2 separate regions of the Capsicum annuum genome follow, and region 2 is linked to region 1. The links are chromatin contacts, called in public Hi-C maps. All regions are on one chromosome and are shown on one strand. The core of a region is the stretch at or near the end of the contact, and the rest is flanking DNA. Distances in the headings are between cores, read along the strand shown.

Region 1 (4,395 bases), core at 1,139-3,638:
TTTTGGATCAGCCTATTATTTTTTTCCGTTAGTAGTAGAAGCTTTTTATTGTGTATTATATCGGATTTTATTTCGCTATGTATTGTATGAGTAGGATGCATAATATGGTATGTTCACCTCGTTATAATTTTACTTATATGTATGAAATGAGTGTATATAAATTGTTTTACTTAATTTTTTTTTTTATATCAAGTTAGAAATAAAAAAAATTAGTGTATTGGTTGTGTATGAAATATTGTTTGGTGTACTTTTATTTTTTAGGGGTCTAAAATTTGTATAGAAACTGGTGTAATTAAGTATGCAAGAATTTTGTACATATTTTAGTGTGTGAAAATGGTAATAAAATGAGGAATGATATAAGAAATTATATAAGAAATCAGTTTATATATATCTCATTTATTAAATGGTATTTTTTATCGGGTCTCAATGTATGTAATTTGTATTAAAACTACAATAAAAAATGTTATGATTTTTATGTGAAGTTATTTGAAAACTAGGTTTATACCAAACACAAACTTAATCAAGTTTAACCATGTTATATATCGATATCATATACAAAATTATTTTTGAAATTTAAATTTTCTATCTATGAATTTGATATGTAGAATGATATACAAGAATGATGCTTACTTATTAATGTTTTTAGTGGATGAAAATGATATTGAAAAATCGAAGTTCTGGATAATACTTTTTTGATGTTACAATCAAAATATATAAATTTGTATTATAATAAAAAAATTCCAACGATTGTGATAAAAAGTTGGATAAGATTGGGTTTCACTCGAAATTTGATTTCTAATTTTTGAAAGAAGAAGAAGAAATGTGTAAATCTGTATTTGAATAAAAAAAATTCTAACGATAAAGATTAAAAAAATTAAGGGTGAATGAAGGAAAAAAACATTTTTGGAGAAGAAGAAGCAATTTTTGGAGAAATGAATATTTTTGGCAGAAACATAGAGTGATTGACATCCTTTTAGTAACTGACATCTATTTTAAAGGATATATTTTTTTAACAAAAATAAAAACATATTTTTGAAGAATTTTATTTGTTTTAAAAGTCTTATTAATTTTTTTTAATTTAAAAGTTGTTACCAAGTGCAATCTAAGAAATATTGTTATGACTTGCAATATACAATCGATGTATATTTTGATTTTTTTTCCCTTTGGCTAATATTACTTTGAACATAAACCTGTCTATCTACACTGTTCAAATAAATAAGACTAATAAATAAATACTTCATTGCTAACTTTAAACTTCAATTCAAGGTATTTTGATTTATATAAAGACAAATTGATCCCTTGACAGAAAAAACTGACTATTCGCCCTTAAATTTGAAATGAAAGACCTTGGATAAGCTGATTTGATTTTAGCGATAAAAATCAAAAGAACTGTTAATGGATTCTCTGTGTTATATTGAAAAGATGGCATGAAAACACACACATCTTTTATCATCAAAGCAATAAATTTAACGTATGAAAAGAAATTAAATGAATGAATTGAACTTAAATTGTAATTTCTTCATTCGAACAAAAAATTTTATACACAATCCGAGCAAATGATCTGGAGATCTCTACATGAATACGAAAAATACCTATTACATACTTATAGGATCACCAATTTCAGATAGAACACCCACACGGTTAAAAAATCAAATACACACACATTCGTTTCGATTTTCGTCTCTGATAAGTTTGGTGGCATACACTTGCAATTGACTTTATAGAGTTCCAAGTATCAAATTTATTAGTATTTTTTTAAAAAGAACAAACTTTACAGAGTCAATACGAATTGGTGAGGGAGGAACACTAGCAACGGTATAATTAAAAAGTAAGGGTGCACAAGAACCGAGGAAAAAAGTCAGACTAATGCTTCGGTTTGATACTAGATTTTAAAAAAAAAAAAAAAAAAAAAATTCTAAACCCAACAGATTTAATTTGATTTTAACTTAAAAAAAAAAGAGTCAAAATTGAGCCAAACCAACCAGACATGTATACCATTTTTGAAAACAACTTATGTAGCAGACTAGTACTTCAGTCACCTTTGATAATTAGTGAGTGATGTTTCAATCATGGAGGAGCTATACAACATGGGTCACCAGTTCTGGATCGAGAAACCAAACAGCATAAATACATGTCTCTGTCTTTAACCCCTTTTCCATCAGGAAAAGAAACACAATGTCCATTCTCAAATCCACACAATCTCGTAAAAATAAAATTAAATAAAGAAACAAATTGATAAATCTAAAATTTCAAGTGCCAATGAATGAGTAGCCAGCCACGTGCTTCCGATGCAATTAATTTTCTGACTATGCTTCCTGTATGCTCTTGAACTATCGGTCAGTTGGACACAACTATAGGTCATGATGCTCAAACTAAGTTATGTAACACTGGGGACACAGGTACTTTTATAAGCTTCAACCCAGCCTCTGCGCTATTGCTTCTCATCTGTTTCAGCCTGGAGAGTTTGTATACTGCCGCTACTATTGCTTACTGAATCAGAGGATGCTGCTGTAAATGATTTGATAGATGATCGAAGTGATTCTGTTCCCTCTGCATCAATTCTCTTGCACAATGTGCATCACAGTTACTGATTACTTCCGTCAACCTCCCTTTTAACACCCCAAGTTCAACCTGCAAATTAAACCATGTACTGCGTGCAATTCAAACATTTGAGTTAAACAACAGTATTTGCTTTGCTAGATTTTCAATAACGGAATCAGATATCATATGGACAAACGTTTTAACTTTATTCTAAAGCTCCACAGTATAAGAATCCTAGTGATTCCCTGGAGCATTTCTTTTCTTTTCTTTTCTGGTTCCAGAAATTGGCATTAATAATACCTTCTGATAGATGCTGTGAGGTTGTTTTCATTGCCAACAACAACAACAACAACAAACCCAGTATATTTCCACCTAGTGGGATCTGGGGAGGGTAGAATGTACGCAGTCCATACCACTACCTCTAAAGAAGTAGAGAGGCTGTTTCCGATAGACCCCCGGCTCAAGACACAGGACAATATACAAAAATATTCAAAGCATGAAATATGATAAAACTAACATAGATACAACATCCACAAAAGTAATGTACAATACCAAACAAAAGACGCCAAAACCCTCCTAACTACGGACTACGATTCATCCACCCACCTTATCCGTCTATCCTAGTGTTTTTCCTCCAAACCTTCCTATCCAGGGGTCATGTCCTCAGTGAGACGTAACTGCTCCATGTCACGTCTAATCACTTCTCTCCAGTATTTCTTCGGTCTACCCCTACCCCGCTTGAAACCATCTAACGCTAGTCTCTCACACCTACGAACTGAGGCATCCGTGCCCCTCCTCATCACATGACCAAACCATCTCAAACCTCACTTCCCGCATTTTTTCCTCCACCGATACCACATTCAAAAGGATATTCCCGAAATGGAGTAATCGAAACGTTGAAGAAGCTTAACAGCCAGTGCATCTGCAACTTCAATTTTGTTTTCTATTTCTTCCTGCAACAATTATCCAAGAAATCTACTTAGAAAATATCTGTCCTATTCTTTTCACATGAAGAAGAACCATAAAAACAGCAAAAGCTTGTAAACATGATGAAGAGCTTCAACATGCAAACGTAGGTTGGCTAACACCTTGAACATAGGAGTTCATGTAGTGAAGAGAGCTTCAAAATCCTAGCACTGAAACAACCACCACCAAACTGACTAAAACATTAAATCCTCGTCATATGAAGCACTTTATAAATGGTATACGAATACAACCAGCTGATTACACAAGCCATACTACGGGAGATGACAAGACAATTCTCGACCCAAGTACAATGGAACAAATAATGATTATAGCTACAATCGAACACAAGAATGAACATTGTATTATTTTTCCCCACCTTTTGAAACCTCAGTGTGATGATGATTGATGTGCAGTTGTTGATTCAAAAGGATATTGTCTATCACCTACCTAGAGGGCATTTAATCTTAGCAACCAACTCGGGAAATATATGCCTGAAAAGTTGGGGAATATCTAGTAATCAGATGGAAATTTTTTTGAGGCAGCTGCTCTTTTAGACGTATTGGAATCAAGGTTTGAGAACTCAAATCGATCTAATCAACCACTTCTGCATTGTAAACATAATAAGGATCAACTAAGTACTTGACGACTTTGGGCATGCATGCAGCTTTTTTGGTGAACATGTTGCCTATATTTTACTTCCTTATGGGAGGGCTTGGGGTGATAATCCACCTCATTGACGGTCTCGGCTAACAACAACCACCTTATTGGAGGGCTTGGGGTGATAATCCACCTCATTGACGGTCTCGGCTAACAACAACAACATACCCAGTATATTTCCACCAAGTGGGGTCTGGGGAGGGTAAGTGTACGCAGTCCACACCACTACCT
Region 2 (4,189 bases), core at 1,013-3,512, 50 kb before region 1:
CCAGCTCACAAATTTAAGACATTAGGTAGCTCGGTATGAAGTTCCCTTGCAAGTTGACAAACTCACAAATCTAAGAACTCTTAAATATATTCGCTGTGATCAGTGGAAAGATACTGATTCTGGTTTAGTCAACCTTCAAGAATTGGGCATGGAAAAAATTAGGAAATCTTACTCCCTAAAATCCATTGGCAGCCTGAAAAACCTCACTACCTTGTTTCTAGTTTGTCAACATGGTGAAACTTTTCCTCCACTGGAACCTCTTTCTTCTTGTGAAAACCTTCACAGGCTATGGTTATCAGGGGGAATAGAAGAACTAGCAGATTTAAACAAGCTGCCGAAATCCATCACTGTGTTAGTCCTACAGTCTGCAGGACTTGTGGAAGATCCAATGCCAATTCTGGGAAAGTTTCCAAATGTAAAGCATCTCAAGTTATCATGGGCTTACAAGGGAAAGAAAATTACTTCCAAGGGCAACAGTTTTGGTCAACTGGAGACCCTTCAACTTGATAATCTGGAAAATCTAGCAAGCTGGCATCTAGCCACAACTGCTATGCCTCTGATAAAAGGTTTGAATATATTAAAGTGCCCGAAGCTGAAGAAAATTCCCGAGCGAATGGAACATGTTGCGGTACTTGAGAGTTTTCAACGGCAAAGGGACTATATTGTTGGTTGCCAAACCAGTAACTGATTTGCTGCATGTCTGAAGCTTTTGAGGTAGGTAAATTCTCATCCTTAGTTTACCATTCGTTCTTTACTTTACTTTTATTCTATTCCACTCAATATTAACTTAATGCTTCATCTGTCCTACTTATTGCCTCATTTCTTTATAATCTTGCTATTTTTGCTGTCATGTTATTCTTGCAATCCTGCTTCAAAAACATCTATTTTGAACCAAGGGTCTACCAGAAACAACCCCTCTACCCCATATAGATAGAGGTAATGTCTGCATACATCCTATCCTCCTCAGTAACCACTGGTGGAATTACAGTGCGTATGTTATTGTTGTATAACTGAATACTAAGTTAAGATTTACTTAACTGATTCAAAGCTTGTTGTCATTTGTGAACTTAGTGAAGCTGCTTCACTGTATTAGACATGGTTGTCAACTCACAGGCAAGTGTATTGGAGTTTTGGATATGTATCCATCTATAACTACACATTTTCTAGAATAGGTGCTTACTATTTAGTGTAAAAGCTCTTCATGATCAAATGTTTCTGAATTGGTATCCCATGGAGTAAGGTTTATACTTGATAAACATTGTTTTGTTATTCAAGAGATCCAGAATAGACTATATCATTTGTGTGTGGTATTTTTTCCCTTTAATCATGTGACGAGGAGGATTAAGAAAACAAATCTATGTTGATGTATAGCTTTTTCACATGCCATGTTGAGAAAATCATTTTGATATCATCCCTCTTTTATGACATCCTTTATGGATGTATTCTTACCAATTAGACTTTTATTATTTAGGGTGCTGGGAGATATGTCCTGAGAAACTAGAAGTGCATCAAATATGGCATGGTCTCTGGGACTATGAACGTGATCATGCAGTTTTATTTATATTTGCACTAAAAATGAAGTCTTTTCTCTTTCTCAAATTGATTTCCTGAATGTACTAATGTTCTTGCAGTATCTACCAACATATATCTTATGTCAGTCTCTTAACAGTTCCTGTTGTATGGTTTTATGCAACATCTTGACCTGGAGTGTCTCATACAAGAATGCAATTGATGCATCTTGACACACTGATAGCTTTGGACTCAGTGTTGTATGACAATTCTCTTGACCACCAAACTTTTCCAAGAAATTTCTTTTCACAAGTACAATATATAGAATAAAATTCGAAGAGATATTTTACTGGACGAAACATGTTCTTTCACTTATTTTCGCATCACTTAGGTGCAAATCCTATTTCCTTGATTATATTCTTGAAACATATAAGGGATGGGTTTGGGCCGTGGTAGCAGCCACTTAGGGTAGGCTGTCCACATCTTCCCGGACCCTGCTAATGCAGGATGCTTTGTGCTCCAGGCTGCCCTTATATGCTTGAAGCCTGATTTGGTTTGAAGAAAGTTTGGTGTGTAGAACTAGTGAACACTAAATTGAACAAGTTTGGTCGAAACTTGCCTTTACTGTTATCAAGACCTATATCACCCTGGAAATTTTCATCATCCCTATAGTAAAGGTCTCTCATGTTGCAATTCCCCATGCTTTATGCAGGATAGACATACCATATCCACGAATGTGGGGTTCCCACATACAAAGGGTGATCGCTTCTTTTGTTGCTTCTGTGGAGGTCTGTGCTCTGATCCCTTACTTATTTGTTGGCTATTGATATGCAACACAGTCCTCAGTTAAAATGTAATTAGCCTTCTGTGTAACTGGATTTTCCTGTTTTGTTGGAGGCCTAACTTCTGATTTGTGGAATTAGGTGCTCTGTTAAGTGTAATAGTTTTGGTTGTTAATGGTATTCACAATGGTTTAAAAAAAAAAAAAAAAAAAGGAAGAAAAACACAATCCCCGTATCTGATGTTGCTAAAAATGTAGGCTACAAGAAATATGTTGTGAACTGTTTTTCGTTTTCATACTCGGGTCTTCCATTTCATAGCGAAATCTAGTCTTGAATTCAGTTTGAATCCTTTTGTTGTGCAGTCAACTGGTGTATTTCTTGCATCAGCAAGATACGGAAGTGGCAGTGCTATACCAGTGACACCGTCTTTCATTAGCCGAGGTGTTGCCTTGCCTGGCTGGTGAGGTCAAATGTGCTCTTCCTCCTGAACTTTTAACTCTTGTCAGGGGATAGGGACTTTGCTAAATGCTCTTTTTGGTGGTGTCACTAGTTGCACTGCTACAACATAACCGTATCTGATCTCTATAATTCTCTTTCAATCTAAATTTAGGCACAAATAGCTACAAATACACTCGTCCGTGCTTGATTTTCATATGATGTACCATCAACTAAATATGTTTGACATAGAACTGAACCGCTAAGCTAAAACTTAACAGGGAGAATGCTCGTCTCTGGGGTCTGGGCAATGACAAGAGTGTGAAGCCGAAGAGTCGTGCAAATATTGCTGCTGCTTGTATGATTATCTTCTCCATCTTAGAAATGTTAGTGCTAATCCATTGATTCATGGACAAGAACCTATTAGATATGCATTGTTCTTCTTGAACTGCAGTTCAATGACAAAATGCCTGTCATCTTCATGTCACACGCCACGATAGCTGCTGTCGTTGCTAGATTTCTGGATCGGACTCTTCCATTTAGTAGCGATGAAGCTCGAAAATACAATGGTGTCACATTGGTGGGACAAGTTTGTGGTATATACTAAAGATGTTAGAAGTGATGAGTTCTATAAATTACCATGCCAACTCAATAGGTTCTTCTCACCTTATTAGAACAAAACTAGTATTCATTATAAAAAATTGATATAACAAATTTTATATATATATACTAATTAATTAATTATCAACCATCAAATTGTTTAATTATCGTTGAGTCTTCAAACTCAAATATTTATCTGTATTGAAATATGTAATTAATGTTTAACTAAAAACACCATGTAGAGAGAATTGCTACGTTCATAGATAACTTAACCTTTAAATCATGTTCACCATCTAAACTTCTTGTAGTATGGATACCAATATGTAATATTATACAAATTTTTAAGACATATATATTTACATAAAATACGTAATTTTACGAAAAAAACACATATTCACATTCCACAATTATTTAATGAAAATTCGCCCCTCCCTTGTTACCGTGAAATACATGATAAAGCTTAATCAATGCAGTTCAATGTGCACTATAGAATAGGATATGATTTATCCATAATATATGTGCAACAAAACCTAAGTACATTATAGTCGAACCATTCAATACTCAGGAATATATATATAAAATGCTTGCATCCATGTACGTTGATCACGATCACATCCGATTTCATCATTAACACTTGCCAGGTGCTGTTTTCATCTGTCTACTGGCCAATATTTGTCATTTCAAAAACCACAATATTAATGAGAAGTTTAGGAGCACCTATAGAAAAGCAAATAAATATCAATTAATAAAAGAAACTGAAATAAAGAAAAATGCCAAAAATAGATTTCTTTTATCTTTATTTCGTTTTGAAAGTAAAAAATTAGGAAGGGAAGTACTATCACATCTAGAAAACCAATAAATGA

Evidence for each region. Hi-C and Micro-C count contacts between places; a contact is called where the count stands out from the background.
Region 2: a contact with region 1 is called in a Hi-C map of leaf, with 4 times the contacts expected there. The contact joins two enhancer-like sites. A contact is called at or near these places in 5 of 5 Hi-C or Micro-C datasets (bud, leaf, pericarp and 1 more).

Annotation. Positions count from the first base shown.
Region 1 is chr4:220,314,169-220,318,563 of UCD10Xv1.1, reverse strand. It overlaps LOC107867251, which reads right to left. Exons shown (of 6, transcript XM_047411120.1): 6 at 1,998-2,650. The coding sequence ends at 2,488. Among protein-coding and RNA genes, the nearest start is that of LOC107869467, 13 kb to the left of the region's middle. Within about 2 kb of position 2,388, at least 3 of the 5 cell types and tissues checked have an H3K27ac peak or open chromatin away from gene starts, as enhancers often do. A contact at or near this core is called in bud and leaf, where this site is marked.
Region 2 is chr4:220,363,869-220,368,057 of UCD10Xv1.1, reverse strand. It overlaps the pseudogene LOC107867249. Among protein-coding and RNA genes, the nearest start is that of LOC107867248, 11 kb to the left of the region's middle. Within about 2 kb of position 2,262, at least 3 of the 5 cell types and tissues checked have an H3K27ac peak or open chromatin away from gene starts, as enhancers often do. A contact at or near this core is called in bud and leaf, where this site is marked.